Regions from separate parts of the Capra hircus genome. Here region 1 is linked to region 2. The links are chromatin contacts, called in public Hi-C maps. All regions are on one chromosome and are shown on one strand. Each heading gives the region's core, a stretch centred on a gene start, on an enhancer-like site or on the middle of the called end of the contact. The rest is flanking DNA. Distances are from core to core; before and after follow the strand shown. Region 1 has its middle 25 kb from the start of TRNAG-CCC. Region 2 has its middle 24 kb from the start of C25H16orf72.

Region 1 (2,701 bases), core at 75-2,574, 63 kb before region 2:
CGCAAAATACCTGCACGTGGATGTTTACAGTAGCTTTATTCATAAGCCGTGGTACATCCAGACAGCAGAATATTATTCAACACTAAAAAGAAATGAGCTATCAATCCATGAAAAGGATGGAGACATCTTAAACACACATTATTAGGGGAAAAGACCCAGTGTGGAAAAGCTATGTACTTTTCACACTATGTGGTGAGATGATTCTAACTGTATGACATTTTAGGAAAATCAACAGTAGAGTCACACTTAGAAGATCAGTGGTTTCCAGGGGTTGGGGTTGTGGTCGGGGGCTAAGAATCAATAGGAGGAGCACAGGGGGGTTGGGGGAGGCGCAGCGAAGCACTGTGTGATACCTAATGATGGATCCATGTCATGATATTAATACCATGTCCAAACCCGCAGCATGTACACCGCCAGATGAGCCTTGACATAGACTTCAGGTGATTTAGGATGTGTCAGAATAAGTTCATCACATGTACCACTCTGGGCGGGATGTTGATCATGGGAAAGGCTCTGGTAAGGAGGTGGGGGCGGAAGGTATATGAGAAACCCCTGTACCTCCTCTCAATCTTGCTTTGAACCTGAAACTGCCTTTTTTGTCCTATTTAGCTTATTTATTTATTTTGCTGCATGGATCTTAGCTGTCACATGCAGGAGTTTCACTTATGGCATGTGAACTAAGTTCAGCATTCAGGATCTGGTTTCTCAACCACGGACCGAACCCAGGCCCACTGCATTGGGAGCGTGGAGTCTTACCCACTGGACCACCAGGGAAGTCCCTAAAACTGTTCTTTAAAAAAAAAAATCTTACATTGGAGTCAAGGAACCTCCTAAAATAGATCTAGATGTATGTTACTAGGGAAAAGGCTAAAGGCTCTGTGCCAAGCCCCCCACTCCTATTAAATTATAAAATATTAGCAGTCTGGATCAATGGCTCTCAAACTCCAACATGTATCAGAATCACCCAGCGAGCATGTTAAAATTCGAGATTTTCAGCAGCCTTGCCCACCCCACCTCCAGCAAAGTCTGATTCAGGGAAGTTGGGGTGTACCCTGAATCTTTACTATCAAGTCTCCCAGCAGCGGCCAGCGGTGCAGGTTCAAGAACCACAGTTTAAGAAACATGGGCCCAAAGGATCTCTGTAAAGATCTTGACATAAGGAGTCTTGCAGGGTCTTTTCCAGCTCTGACCAAGCAGCGCCCCCAGCAGACAAGAGAGAACACCAGACACTCGAGCCCCATTGTTGGGTGGCTGCGGGGGTGGCGGTGAGCTGCGCGGACCGCTGCGCTGTGGGCCAGGAGCCTCTAGATGGCAGTGCTCAGCCAGAAACAGAGCCCTCGGTTGGTCTGGGGCCCTGCCCAGGGGAAAGGCGCCGGGGCCGCCCCCCACAACCTTCCCCAACTGGTTCACAGAGGGTAGGCCAGGCAAGGAGCCTTGGGAACACACACGTGTGCAACTGAGGCAGGAATGAATGCTCATTTGGGCATTTGACATTACCAATAATGATAGTAGCTCACATCAGCTGCCAGGCACTGTTCTAGCCAAATTAAGATCATGCTGTGTGTATTTCCTACTATATTATGAGCATTTCCTCATTTCTTGAAATAGTGTTCAAGAGCATGCTTTCTAAAGGCTTCATAATTTCCGACCTAATTTAACTAATAAGATTCATTTAATCAATGCCCTATCACTGGGCTGTTATGTTATTTCTTGGTGTCTTCTATTCCAAGTAAGATACTGTTGCCTAAGAAGGAGTTGCCACAATTCTGACTATTTCCCTCTTGGGGTAAATGTTTAGAAGTAGAATTACAGGATCAAAATCTAGGGCCATTTGTAAAGATCTTGATATATATGGCAAACTTATTTTTTGGAATATTGGAAGTTTGCCCTCAGGAGCATGTATGAATGTACATCAGCCTGGATTTCCCAGCGCTGAGTAGGATCCACTTATCTTTCCAAAACTGTATCCAAGGGAATTCTGGCAGTCCAGTGGTTAGGATTCCGTGGTCTCGCTGCTAAGGGTCTGGGTTTGATCCCTGGTCAGGAAACTAAAATTCCACAAGCCAAACAGCATGGCCGGGGGCAAGGGGGAAAAAAACTGTACACAAAGCACAATATCTCTTTTTAAAATGTGAATTTCACAAAGTAGGGTTGAACTTCCTATTCATATATTGATCGGTCATTTGTATTTCTGCCTCTGAATTCTCTGTTCATCTTTTCATTTCTCCTTTCTAGTGTATTACTCGTCACAGTCCCATTTTCCTTTCAATTTTGTTTATATTGGTGATGAACAAAAGTTTAAATTTATGCTATAATCAATCTTTTATTTTTAGTAAAAATATTGCCCATTTCTATGCTTGTGAGGTTAAATATTCATGAATATTTTCCTTATGTTTTACATTTAACTTTCTAAACTTATTAAATATTAGCTACTTATTCAAATATATTTTTTTAATATTTATTTATTTGACTACCAGGTCTTAGTTGCAGCATGTAGTTTCCTGACCAGGGAATGAACGTGGACCCTCTACATTGGGAACATGAAGTCTTAGCAACTGGAGCACCAAGGAAGTCCCTCAAATGTTTTTAATATTTATTGTTACTTTTATTTTTATTTATTTGGCTGCACTGGGTCTTAGTTGCAGCGTGTGAGACCTTTAGTTCTGGCATGTGGCTCTAGTTCCCTGTTGTGGTTGTTCAG
Region 2 (2,785 bases), core at 48-2,547:
ACACGATGTGTCTAGAGTGTAAAACGTAGGGATGTGCTTAAACTGATAAAGGGATAAACACGTGTGGTCTGTCCCTATGATGGAGTAATGTGCTGCTGTGCTTAGTTGCTCAGTCGTGTCTGACTCTTCATGACCCCATGGACTCCTCTGTCCGTGGGATTCTCCAGGCAAGGACACTGGAGTGGGTTGCCATTTCCTCCTCCAGGGGATCTTTCCAACCCAGGGATCGAATCCAGGTCGCCCTCATTGCAGGGGTTTCTTTACCGTCTGAGCCATATCCTGCCTCAAAAAGCAATGAAGTTCTGGTGCATGTCACAATGTGAATGGACCTCAGAAACATCACAAGTGAAAAAAAACAGACATGAAAGGTCACATATGGTAAGCTTCCATTTATGTGAAATGTCCTGAAGTGGTAAATCTAGTGGTTTGTAGGAGTTTGGGAGGAGGAGGAATGGAGGGTGAATGCTTAGTGGATACAAGGTTCTTTAGGGTGCTGAAAAATGTCTTGGAACTAAATAGAGATGATGGCTGTACGACAATGTGAACGTATTAGAAGTCACTGAATTGTTCACTTTAAATGGTTAACATTAATTTTATGTTGTATGAACTTCACCTCAATTAAAAAAAACACGTTAGGGGCTTCTCTTGTGGTCCAGTGGCTAAGACTCTGTGCTCCCAGTACAAGGGTCTGGGGTTCAATCCCTAGTCAGGGAACTAGATCCCACAGGCCCCAACTGAAAGTCCCGCATGCTGAAACTAAGACTCCATGCAGCCAAATAAATAAATATTAAAAAAAAAATACATTACATGCACACACACAGGCATACGCTGAGTTGGGGCCAGGAATCCTCAGCCCAGTCCTGGGACCCTGCTTGGGAATTGTCACCTGGCATCGCCCCAAGGGAGGGGAAGCCCCTTCTGTGCTGAAAACGATGTGGGCCTTCCTTCCTGACTGAATTTGAACTCAAGGTCGTCTGGGGAACAGCCCGGGGGGGGGCAGGGAGCTTTCCTTCGTCAGCATCCTAGGCGAGGCTGGGAGAGTTAGAAGTGTGACAGTTGAGGGCGTCAAGGTGATGACTCATCCCTCAGGCCGAGGAGCCGGGAATCCTGACAGGGGGCTGAGTCACCGTTTCCGGCCCGCTTTGTGCTGACTTGCTCATACCTCCAGTTCTTGGCCTCCCTGAGTTCTTTGAGGGGAGGAGGCCAGGGGCTCCACACAGTTTGGGCCTCCATTCTCATCCTGCCTCTGCCTTCTTGGCCGGGACTGTCTGACCCAGGTGAAGCCACAGACGTGGGCCCAGACCAGCAGTCCCCATACAGCTGTGCATGCGTGCTAAGTCACTTCAGCCTTGTCTGACTCTGTGATCCTATGGACTGTATCCTGCCAGGCTCCTCTGTCCATGGGATTCTCCAGGTGAGAATACTGGAGTGGGTAGCCATGCCCTCCTCCAGGGGATCTTTCCGACTCAGGGAGCAAACGGTTCTTTACCACTAGCACCACCTGGGAAGCCCACCACCCACCTGCGGCCAGCTCTAAATGCTGGCAGTGGTGAGACCTTGAAGACATTCCTGCTCTGAGGTTTTCTTGAATGGGACAACCCCGTCCATACCTGACTTACCTAAAACACTCCTTTAGTCTAATGTTTAAAAGAGGAAAAAGAAGCCTTAGCCTCAGGCAGAGATGGGCTTGAAGGCCCAGATCTGCCTTTTATTAACTGTGACCTAGGGTTCCTTATTTGACCACTCAGTTCTTCTATTTTCTCATCTGGAAAGCGAGATAATAACATTATCTGTTTCCAAGTGTGGGCAAGAGGATGGAACAGGACTTTGGAAAAAAAATTATTTATTTATGGCTGTGCTGGGTTTTCCTTCTGCGAGAGGGCTTTCTCGACTTGCAGCGAGCGGGGGCTACTCTCGAGCTGTGGTGCATGGGTGGAGGCTTCTCTCGTTGCCAGGGTGCTCGGGCTTCAGTAGTTGCAGTTGAAGGGCTCCAGAGAAAGGACTCAGTAGTTGTGGCGCGTGGGCTTAGTTGTTCCGAGGCATGTGGAGTCTTCCTGGGCCAGGGCTCAAATGGACTCTTATCCACTGAGCCACCAGCAAATTCCTTTCTTTCCTTTTTTTTTTTTTTTTTTCTGATTAAAGTATAGTTGACTTACAATGTTGTGCTAATTTCTGCTGAACAGCAAAGTGCCTCCGTTATACACATATATACATTCTATTTGAATATATATGTGGGCTTCCCAGGTGGCGCTACTGGTAAAGGACCCGCCTCCCAGTGCAGGAGACATAAGAGATACAGGTTGAATCCCTGGGTTGGGAAAATCCCCTGGAGGAGGGCATGGCAACCCACTCCAGTTTCTTGCCTGGAGAATCCCATGGACAGAGAAGCCTGGTGGGCTACAGTCCACAGGGTCGCAAAGAGTCAGACGCGACTGAAGGGACTTGGCATACATTCAACATATCTATATACTTTTCCAGACGGTTTATCCCAGAGGATTGGATACAGTTCCCTGTGCTACATAGTAGGACCTTGTTTTCAGCATCTTTTCAAAGGTGTGTAATGACCGTTTCTGTATTACCTCCTGTGAACGCCCTGAGACTGTTGATAGCGCTGTGGATAGTTCACGCTGCTTTCTCAGCACACTCCAGCTCTGCCCTACAGTGGCCGTATATGTCCTGGCAGTCCAAATCCTCTCTTTTCCCTGTGGTAACAGTCCCTGTGGTCCCCTTCTCACCAGTCTCCTGCGTGGGCAAATTCACAGCCTTTGGCCCAAGGGGAGCCAAC

What was found. A called contact is a pair of places that touch in the nucleus more often than the background predicts.
Region 1: a Hi-C map of blood shows a contact between it and region 2, with 4 times the contacts expected there. The contact joins two enhancer-like sites. A contact is called at or near these places in 3 of 5 Hi-C or Micro-C datasets (all in blood).

What each region holds. Positions count from the first base shown.
Region 1 is chr25:7,803,529-7,806,229 of ARS1.2, reverse strand. No RefSeq gene overlaps it. Among named protein-coding and RNA genes, the nearest start is that of TRNAG-CCC, 25 kb to the left of the region's middle. Within about 2 kb of position 1,324, at least 1 of the 5 cell types and tissues checked has an H3K27ac peak or open chromatin away from gene starts, as enhancers often do.
Region 2 is chr25:7,740,358-7,743,142 of ARS1.2, reverse strand. No RefSeq gene overlaps it. Among named protein-coding and RNA genes, the nearest start is that of C25H16orf72, 24 kb to the left of the region's middle. Within about 2 kb of position 1,297, at least 2 of the 5 cell types and tissues checked have an H3K27ac peak or open chromatin away from gene starts, as enhancers often do.